2 separate regions of the Rattus norvegicus genome follow, and region 2 is linked to region 1. The links are chromatin contacts, called in public Hi-C maps. All regions are on one chromosome and are shown on one strand. The core of a region is the stretch at or near the end of the contact, and the rest is flanking DNA. Distances in the headings are between cores, read along the strand shown.

Region 1 (5,478 bases), core at 2,243-4,742:
GATGGCAGTGAGAAAGCACATTGAAGGTACCAGCTGCTCCTGTCCAGTGCATTCAGGCCCACTGGTCAGAAGTTGCAGCTTTGTGGTCAGTATGGCCACCCACATGTACTTTCTCACCAGTGACAGCCAGAGGTCATGGTAGTGGGTGGGAGTGGAGTACAGTCACGTCCACAACAGCAAACTAATGAACTTTCAGTTGGAAGAAGGGGGTGGCTGTGCTGCAGCAGGGCTGGCTGCGTTCTCCTCCAGCTTTAATACGATGTACCCTCCTCTGCAGTGGAGATGTGGGTTGGGGATTTAGCTCAGTGGTAGAGTGCTTGCCTAGCACGTGCAAGGCCCTGGGTTCGGTCCCCAACTCTGGAAAAAAAGAAAAAAAAAAAAAAAAAAAAAAAGAAGAGTGGAGATGTGAGGCAGCTGGGCGTGATGCTTCCAGTTACCCAGCCCTTTCTACAGTGCCCTCGATGTCCACAGAAACTGTTCTGTGCTCTCAACCAGGAAAAGCAGGGGCAGTCAAATACACCCTTGCCAGAGACACTCGAGAACAGGGAAAAGCCAAGGAAAAGGGATCCATCCACTGTGTTGCAGTCTTGATGATTGACGAATCCCAGAGATAAGGATGTTTGGCAGTGTACATACTGTACCAACTCGTACGTCTTGCCCAATCTCAACTCTATGGTAAATATTCACAGTAGATCGTCTCTGTGAGACTCCTGATAAGCTGCCTATGTTCGTTAGAGAAGCCAGTCCCATCTTTTCTTTTGGGGTTCAGAAGAGAGGTGGTTTGGAAGGGAGCTTATAGGTTGAAAAAAAAAAGAGTAACTAAGAGGACCTCTAAATTGTTAGGGCAAGGAGCCAGGCAAGTGGCCTAGTCCGGAAGAGAATGGAGCCTTAGAGCTAGTGTGTGGGCTGTGATAAATCGTGAGTCACTGTTAGAACAGTGTGCCAGCAGGGCCATGGTCCTTTGGGAGTTCCTGGCATTGGGATCTTTTCTGTGTCTTTGGCATACTCATGAGGTTAACCTCAAAATACCCTGGCCCTAACTCTGGCCTGCCCCTCTGGGTGTCACTTGCCTACCAGTGCACAAAAAGGGGAAAAATGCATGGTAACTGTGGATATAATCTAGAAATGAAGTTTGTTTTTAGAATTCAAGCATCATGGTGGTATGGAGAAAAGAACCTGGCACTAGAGAGAGAAAAGATGCAGTCAGGGCCTAGGCCAAAGAGAGGAAGTCTGCAGTTTATCATGTGCCGTGCTGGGTTTCCTGTAAGTGAAGTGAAAATGTCATGACTGCCGAGGTGGAGGCAGAGATGGGCCAGATCTGCAGGACAGACCTTTCCCTGCTTCAAGCTGTGTGATTCAGGGTTCCTTTGCCCTGAGAAGATGTAGCTGTCTGTAATGTAGCCAAGAGATGGCCCATGTTCACAGCCATCAACTCCATCCTTCACTGTGAGAAGAGAAACAGGCAACTTGTAGCAACCATCTGTGCGGAACTGAGCTGGTTTGTAGGGAGCTCGTTTTGATCTCTTGATGTTTTTATACCCAACTGGCGTGGCATCTTTCTTTGATGGTGGTCACTTATCGTTACACTCCAGACAGAAGTAAAGGGGAGTTAGTGACAAATTTGTAAACAGTGCACAGTGAGGAAAGCAGTCCTCTCGGGCTCAGGCCCTGGAGTCCTCCACCCCTTCCAGCATCCCCTCTTCCCGCTCTACTGGTGGAATGCAGCAGATACTGGTAAGAGCAGCAGATACCGCCTGAATTAGACCTCAAAGTAGCTGATAGCCTCAGGTCATGGATGAAGACTTTTAAGCCAGAGCAAAACATTAGGGTCTGAACCAGCTTACACAAAAGCATTTTAATTGACGGTGTACGATTTTCCAAAATATACTTTATAAGAAAATGCAATAGTTAACTATAGTCTCTCGATAAATTCCAGTGTACTTTAGACCCCTGTCCACTACCACATACACTCCCCCAATCTCCTGGGCAAGCTGGTTGGCATTCACAAAGAAGCAGAAAAGCCCCATGAAACAGTGATCCCAGCTCAGTGGTGGATTTTCCGCAGACCTGAGAGGGAAGGATCATGACTGACAGTGACACAGGCTGCACTACAGAGCTTCTCCCTCTCTACCTTCATCTATGCTAGTCCCTTTGATCCTCATTCTACTGGACATTCCTCAGGAACTTTTCAAAATTATTTCCTGACAGGAAAAAAAAAACCAAGCCCCCAAAATATTTATTGATATCTGGACCATGTGATTCCAGAGCCCAGCACATGGCTGTTTGTGTCCCTTGTGTCCTCCTAGCCCTTCCAGGGTTATTATGAGGAAGGACTGATGGTATCCTGTATTAACCTTGTACCTGGGAGCTGTAGTCCTTAATTCCCTGTTCTTGAGAAACATGCAGCACAGAGCAGGCAGTCTGGGATGCATGTTTTCATCTTGTCTCTGGCCCTCGGGAGATTCTTTGTGGCTTCAGATGTGTTTTCCTGTAGAAAGACTGTATCTCCTAAACTTCCCCCGTGACCATCACAGACCATGCTAAACTCCAGCCCGAACTGCAGCAGGATGGAGACTTGGCTGGGGAGGAGCAAGGACAGTATTTTAAAATTTTAAATCCCCTATCTACAAGGCAAATTCTCGTGTTACCAGCCTGTCTTGTTATATTCTTCAGTTCTTTAAAAAAGTCATTTCTACTAAATAGACATTTACATTCTTATTCAGAAAATGGGGGGTGGGAAGCTTAGCTATCAAGTCTTTCCCAAAGTTTACCCTCTGGAAGCAGTACAGGGTAAAATAAACATGTGGCTCTTGTATTTACATTGTCAAAAACGTGCATAGGTCTTGTCAACTTCAACTTATTCTTCAAAGTTTCACCAGTGTGTTGTCCAAAAAGTAGGCAAAAAAACACAAAAAAAAAAAAACCCCCAAAAAACCAAAACAACAAAAACCAATAAAACAGTAAAACACCTGCTGGTTCTCTCTATCAGGAAGATAGAGAGCGTGAGTGTCCTAAATGAGTCTGGATCCTGCTCGGCCAGGCAGACTGCTCTGTGCCCTGTGCTCAGCTGCTTCCCTCGCCATTCACACGGCAGGCAGCACAAGAGCGGCTGGCTTTGTTCAGCCAACCATCAGGCCCTTGGGTTTTGCAGCTGGGGGAAGCCATTTTGCCCCTGAAATGTGAAGTTCTGATTTCTCTTTGGTACAGCTGGTTCTAAAGGTCCCCTCCGCTTCCTTCTCTCAGACTGGGCCTGAGATTCTGAACTCACAGACAGCTCTAAAAACCCAGTAATAAACACAGGAAGATAACTTTTATAGACACTAGCAGCATGTCTTGTGTAACAGATGTCCCAGTGGTTAAGAGCAAGTGAAGGCCAGATTCTCAAGCTGTACTGAAATGCTACACAATTTGAGTGCACAGGAAGGGACACTGGGCCAGCCTGGGCAGAGTTTCTATGGGCTTACCCTGGGCAGAGCCAAGGCTATTCCAACAGCTTAGACACAGTATCTGTTGTCTAATGTTACAGCCATATCTGACAGGCTGTAGGGTTATAATCTGACCAGTTTGCAGAGAGCGCATGTGCTGTCTGTCATGGCCTTACCCATTGATTGTAGCAAAGGAGAAGGAATGCTGGCTGCCTCTCAGGACAGAACCTAATGCCGGGAGCAAATAAACCTAATTTCCCCCCAAATTGGCACTGCTCCCCACCCTCCCCTGCAAATCTGAGAGATGCAGGCCAAGGGGTTTGTGAGTTCTTGTTAGCGTTTTTTTTTTCAACTCCTGTGAAACTCACTGAGAGCCTTTCTTGACTTCTGGCAGCCTTTCTCCTTAGCCTATCTCAGTGTGACAGCTATAACAATGGGATTAGGCAGAGAACACCTGTCTGTCCCCTAGCTCCCCTTCTAAATAAGCTGCTTCAAACCAGACAGTCAGTCATGGGGATTTATGCCCAAGAACAATCCAGACCATAGGCCTAATTCAAAGCTCCACACAGGGTCCCCCACCCCTTTCTCAGAAAACCAGATGAAACATCGCTATGCCGGGCCCTCGACAGTCTTGTACATGGCTGCTTGACTCTGCTGAGCCTGTAAAACTCCTGTGCTGGGTCCTAGGCATGGTTTTGTTTCCCTGAGAGGCCACCAGAAATGGTACAACTGGGGTGCTACAAAGAACACCGGAAACAAAAACCTGGCTCCGTGCTAGGAGAATGGGTAAAAGAATCTTAAAACTGCATGTTCTGGGCCTTTCTCCATGGCAAAGGAGGGTGCAAACCAATGAAATGAGCTAACAGTCTCCAGGATCTGAGCTTTGGCCTTTGGCAGTTAGGAGCTGAATTAAACAAACACACATGCACACAACACACGCACACACACACAACACACACCATAACACAACCACCCAAGTTCTCGGTAACTTGAAAAGCCCCTGAGCTTCCTGTGGAATAATGCCAGGTAGGTTAGATCGATTGTCTACTGAGACACATTTGCCAATCAGGAACCAATTAAGGACCGGTCAGAACCCCAGGACATGTTTGTCCCTAGACAGCTGCTCTGTGACACTCGGATTTGAGGAGTCACCCCCTCAGCTGAGCAGTGAACAAGGAAAAGAGGAACATCTTGCTTTCAGTAGCTACTGCAGATTTGTTCCTAGAGGGAGCAGAAGGCCAGAGGACATTTGGGGGAGTGTCTTCTAGGGAGTGCCTTGAATGATAGGCCAGTGTCAGTACAGAATCAGCTGCCATGAGGAAGGCGTCCCAGCCTGAGCTTCCTTTTCCTCTGCCTGCCCACCCACCCTTTAGGCAGACTCCATTAGATAGTGAGGCCTGTGTGTTAGGTCCCAATCCTGCTAAGCAAAGGCAAGGAAATCTTCCCAAGAGGTTCAAAGCCCTGCCCTGGGAAAGAGTGGGACTAAAGACTGACTCATAGGAAGCGGGATTCAACAAGCTGGCAGAGGCCATGTTAGAGGAGATGGAAATTTGGGGCCTGTCCTTGAGACCATAGAGGATTGGTTTTCTTTCTAGCCTGCCCGCTTTCGTGTGTCTTGTGCCTTGGGGGATGGACACAAATGAACACAGTAGTGTGTCTTGATGCAACGAAGCACCAGACCGAGGGAAACCACCCTTGTCACCAAATGGCCGTGTGGCCCTGTGCAGGTTACCTGACCTCTTAAGGCCTTGGTCATCTTACTTATGAGATGGGTGGGTGCCATTCCTGGAGGAGCGCCAGAGCCTCTCGCATGGTGTTCTCCACCTTCCTGCCTTCCAGCGGCTCTGGGCTCAGGCACAAGTAGGTTTTTTTACATGAGGAAACTGGACAGAATGTGACTTCGTTGAACTTGAAAGGGAAAATTAAGGCCTTGTGGGGATGGGGAGGAGGGAGACAACCCTCGGTGTCCATTCTCCCTCCCCAATCTTTCTGTCTTCAGGTGGGAAGTCCCCTCCCCTCCCCGCCCCCGTCCAAATGGCACTTTGGGTGGTCG
Region 2 (5,211 bases), core at 1,912-4,411, 45 kb after region 1:
CTCTCTGTGAAGGGAGGGGCCAAGGAAGAGAGGCAGACTCTCTGGCTCTCTTCACCTGAGTCTAACATTCCACAGAGGTAGCGTGACCTCCAGAGGACGGAGGCCACACCCCACCTGAAGTCTCTGTGCCTTTAGTGACTCTCAGTCTGTCTCTCAGTCTGGCTACCTCTGTTGATGAATACCTCAGAAAGAATCCTGTCAGAAAACCCCTGTCTCCTCCCCACTTCTGGAACCTTCCCTTCAACCCAGAGGCTGGTTCCCTCCCCTATAGAATTCCTCACAGAGCCTACCTCAAACTCCCTAGAGTGGCTCCAATCCCCCACACCCCAGCCTGCATTTCCCCTACACCTTACAATTCATCCTAGCTTAGTGACCCTAGGGAGAGCTCTCCCACCCCCTGCAGATCCTTTTTTTATTTAAAAATCTCCATACGAAAACACTCCAGGAAGCTCTTCACAACTCACCCTGGGCTCATTAAGACAGCCAGCCTCCCCCTGTCTCTGGGAAGCAGCCACATTCCGACTGCCAATTGCTAACAGCAGCAGAATCCTGAGGCTCAAGCCCATGAAGCACCCAATACACCCATTCAATTCACAGCAGTACCCAGGGGCCGCTGATACTAGTGGGTTGGCAACAATGTTAAACCTGTTCCCCTTCCCGTTGCTCAGATGAAGACGACCTGCGAACCTGCGATCACTTCAGTAGGAAGCTGTGGCTTGGAAAGTACACTACCTCGTCCGCAGGCACCTGCGAACCTGCGATCACTTCAGTAGGAAGCTGTGGCTTGGAAAGTACACTACCTCGTCCGCAGGCACACAAGTGTGGGGCCCAGTCTGAGATGGGGTCAACCCATCTTTCTCCTGACCCGGATTTATGCACCATCCGGCTATCAACCAAAGAGGACTAAATCAGTCTTCCTTTTCATCAGCCAAGGACCATGAAAGCCAAGACATCTACAGCAGTGGAAAGAACGGTCCCCTTCTGTCCCTCCATTCTACTTCACAGATAGGAAAGTGGAGTGCAAAGGTCTGACTAGCCCTGTGGCAAAGGAAAAGCACCAAAAGAATCCCAGGATAAAGGTTGTTTACCTCTAGGGTGTGCTCCAGCCACCAGCTTAGGAGGAAAGCTGGAGGGGACCGGTCCGGATAATTCCTTTGTTACAGAGACTTTCACCATAAGCCTCCAGTTTTGCATCTCATCACAGAATCTCACCGACTGAGGTTGGGGCTGGGGGTGGGGGGAGATATGGCTGATGACAGCCGCTAAGGGAGCTGACCTAGAGAAAGGTGTAAAACCACTACACCCCAATCCCAGGTTTGCTGTAACCGTTCCTCCTGGTCACCAAACACTGTCAAAGAACTTCTCTATATTGCCACATACTGTAAAAATGACATTTCGGGGTTTGGGTATCCGGGGCTCGGTGATGCTTAAGAGAGTTGTTGCTTGCAAGGACAAGTTTCTGGGCACATGTTAAGCTCTGACGATGAACTGTTCCTGCCTGAGGTAGAGTCTGGAGAGGGCTTCTCAGCAGATGGGGTTCCTAGGCAGTTCTCGGGTGCCGGACAAGAACCGCAGCCTTGATGTCCAGGGATCAGGTTGAAAGTCCATCTGGCTTTTGAAGGGTACTAGGAGGCTCCCCCTCCAAAAGACTGCGTGTGAAGATGCACCATGAAATTGCCAAGGCAGGCCACAAACTTGTCATCCCTTCTGATTGTGTCAACTGTAGACTGGGGTCCTCTAAGCTGCTCCCATCTTCCTCGAATTGCACCCCTCCTCAAGAGACACAGGCCCTTCCAGTGGAATACTCTAACCTTTCAGGCCATGCTGGAGTCCCAGGCCACCCCCAGAGGCTTTAACCTCCATTCCCTGAGGAACAGCCCTCACCACGCAGCCATTTCTCATTGTTCTCCCGTAGAATCCAGTCCCCCCAACACTAACTCCCACATCAACAGAGTCCCTTCCCCGTCTGGGCGGTGACTCCAGTACTTCTGATCCTGGAAAGCCTCCCCTCGCCACTTTCTCCCTACAACTACCTGGTCAGGAAGGATAGGCTATGAAACGTGCCTCTCTCTCCTGGGCTGAGTCTCTCAGCTGTTTGGCAGGGACTTTGGGACACCTGCTCTGGTTACGTTTGCAAACACTGCCTGACCTCTCAAACAGAAAGTAGCATTCCACCTTCGGAAAGAAGATAGTGGGACTGTCTCCAAGCTGGGTCTGATGGGAGAAGGGTGCCTGAGGTATTACTAAGACACAGCTCAAACCTCATTTGTGAAAGAAGTTTCTTGTTTACACAAAGGGGTGGGAGGGGCCCACCATCCTGGCCATGCTCTGAGAAAGGATCCGGTCCTGAGGCATCGTGAAGGCAAGGTCCCGGCTGAATCAGACTCTGGGACCGTGAAAGGAGCACTTACTCCACCCGTCCCGGAGCAGGCTTAAGAAAAAGCGCTTGGACAAGAAGCACGGTGCACGCGTGGGCACCTAAAGGTTTGCGATCTGTTTCAGGCTTGTGTAACTAGCTTGTCGTTTTGCTTAGTTTCAACGACCTCGCAATGCAGTCCCTGGTCGCTCCAAACACGAGAAAGAGAAATCGCACTTTGGTGGTCCCGCGGGAATCTGGGACCTTCCAACAACCCAGAGTTTCCCCCCTTTCTCCAGCGAACCCACCAGGTACCCCCTTTACAACCTCACAACTCCAGCTCACTCTATACCAGTGAAGACTAGAGGTACATCCACGATCTGGCCCGCACCTACGGCGTTCTCCAATTTGGAGGGGGCGTGGATGGTGCCAAGGTCAGGACTCTGCCTGCGGCCACGCGGGAGAGGCTGCAAGCGGTCGGACCACGCGGTGCAGCCGGCCTCCCAGGAGCCTCTCCAGGCTTGGGGCGGAGGGGAATAACCAAGGGTCGGGGCAGAGCCGCGAGGCTATCCACTCACCATTATCCTGGGAGAGAGATGGAGTCGACAGTAACAGCAGCTGCAGCAACAGCAGCGCGGAGAGCGCCAGAGTGGGGCGCATGGTTGTGCTTGCCCGGGGACTCGGAGCAGGTGGCTGCGGCTCTGGCGCAGGGTCCGGCGTCCGGACCGCGGGAGAGTCGGCGCCGCTCCCGGAGGCCTGGCGACAGCCGGGAACTCTGGAGTCACTATCCGGCTGCTCCTCCTGCCTGCCGCAGAGCTGGGCTGGGACGCGGAGCCAGAAGCGAGGAGGGAAGGTGGCTGCGGCCCGGGCGGTGACTGGGCGGCTGCGGCCCCGCGCACGCTGCTGCGATGACTCCCGCCCCGTCCCGTCCGCGCTGGCCTCCGCCCCCTCCCCCAGGAGCCCTCCCAAAGCGGCGGCGGGGTCGGGCGGGGCGGCGGCTGGGCTGGCGGGCGCTGGGCTGCGAACAATAAGCAGAGGAGGAAACTCCGCCCTGGAGCGCGGCGGGCGGGGGAACAGGGGCTGGCGGTCCCGGGCAATGTGTGTGTGTGTGTGTGTGTGTGTGTGTGTGTGTGTGTGTGTGTGTGTGTGTGTGTGTGTGTGTGTGTTTGTGCAATGCGTATGTGTTCGCGCGTGTGCGTGCAATGCGTGTGTGTGTGGGGTAATGCGTGTGTGTGTGTGTGTGTGTGTGTGTGTGTGTGTACGCGCGCACGCGCGCGCCAGGGACCCTGTCAGACAATCAATCTCTGGCACAGATGTCCTACGCATTGCTTTTGCCCGGGATCCACGGGGATCCTCCATAATGCCGGGGCCCTTTACGCAGGCATAGATTCTCAGCCTGGAAGTTCGGCTAAGAATCGGATCCTTCCAGGCCCCCCAGACCTCAGCACCTTCTGCGGCAGAGCCGGGGAATCAGGTCCCCTACCCAGCAGGTGCCTGGATCCATGCAATTCCCAAACAAGTCTGGGCTCCAGGATGAGCCCCGTACCATCTGGAGCGGGTTTTTACTTAACCTCTCCCACCGATGTACAAATGGATGTGACTCCCTGAAGGCAAAATTTTCAGCGCTTACTTCGTGCGGGTCTGTGGTCTAAGTGCTTTGCACGTATTAATTCTCTTGATCTTCACAGCAGTCACATTTTTTAAGCCTCGTTTTGCAGACAGGAAAATAGAGTTTTAAAAAAAGGTTAAAAAAGTTGTTTAAGATTCCTTAGGTGGTAAATAGCAGCCTTGCCTCTGAGACTAACCTGGAAAACTACTTTGCACAGTGCCCATAATACCGTAATTGCTCCATAAGAATTAATATTGCCAAGTAAAAAGCAGCAATGGAGATTTAAGGGCCTCGGCGTCAAATCAAACTTGGTCTCAAAACCTAGTTGTGCTAAGTCACTCTGTGTGCTTCGATTCTTTTCATAACAAAAAGCAGGGCTAGTGAAACTTCCAACAGCTGCTGATCCACTTGCTTGGGAGAAACACTTAGCGTAGGGCCAGAATCTCAGACAGCCTTTATGAAAGAAGCAGCCTTCGCTAGTGAGATAGCGTAGACTTGGGGTTGGGAGATCGGAATTGGAGAATCGCATAAAGCTGAGCTTACTCTGTGAAAGGTCAAAGAAGCTCGCATCCTATTCACCCCAGTTTGGGGACCTTTGCGGGCTGCAGACCCTGGAGTCCGCTGCAAAGGTGGCCCCTCAAGGCGCTGGGATACAGACCTGGAGGGGCAGGGGAGGCTAACACCGAAGGGAGATCGCGAAAATTTGTCGCACATTATTCCTGGGCTGCTAATATGGAGTCTTTCTGCCAGATGAGCCTAAGTGGAGAGATTCTCGGATCCCAAGGACGGTATACCTTGTGAATCCCTCAAGTGGGCCGCGCGCAGGCTCATCATGAAGCTGCTTAGGAAGCGCGGAGCGGGGTTGGGGTGTCGCTGTAGCCGGCCTCAAGTTTGGGAAGAGCTTACTGGCTGTTTTTACTAGGAAGTTTCTGCATAATCGTTCTGGCATGGTTTTCCACACCACATATGGGAAAGGCAGAGGGTGTTCCCTATGAATACACGGGTGTGTGCGTGTGCGTGTGCGTGTGCGTGTGCGTGTGTGTGTGTGTGTGTGTGTGTGATGGTTTTTCTTTAGCGCTGTTCTCCTCGACATTAGCACCAACAAATGGCTTTTTCAAAATTGAGGTTGAAATGTTTATTTTGTATGCTCTCTGATTAATCCATGCCTTTGCATTCAGCGAATCAACTTTTATACAAACTCCAAAACAATCAGTATTTGTGAATAGAGTTTGGGGTATTTTTAAAT

The links. Hi-C and Micro-C count contacts between places; a contact is called where the count stands out from the background.
Region 2: a Hi-C map of psoas muscle shows a contact between it and region 1, with 1.9 times the contacts expected there. The contact joins the promoter of Podxl here to the enhancer-like site in region 1. A contact is called at or near these places in 3 of 12 Hi-C or Micro-C datasets (Schwann cells, mammary epithelial cells and psoas muscle).

The regions. Positions count from the first base shown.
Region 1 is chr4:61,100,594-61,106,071 of GRCr8, forward strand. It overlaps Podxl (podocalyxin-like), which reads right to left. Exons shown (of 8, transcript NM_138848.1): 8 at 1,841-5,478. Among named protein-coding and RNA genes, the nearest start is that of Podxl, 46 kb to the right of the region's middle. Within about 2 kb of position 3,493, at least 4 of the 93 cell types and tissues checked have an H3K27ac peak or open chromatin away from gene starts, as enhancers often do.
Region 2 is chr4:61,145,970-61,151,180 of GRCr8, forward strand. It overlaps Podxl (podocalyxin-like), which reads right to left and starts at 3,162. Exons shown (of 8, transcript NM_138848.1): 1 at 2,935-3,162. The coding sequence starts at 3,016. It overlaps LOC134486572 (a long non-coding RNA gene), which reads right to left and starts at 2,928. Exons shown (of 2, transcript XR_010065780.1): 1 at 748-2,928; 2 at 1-679.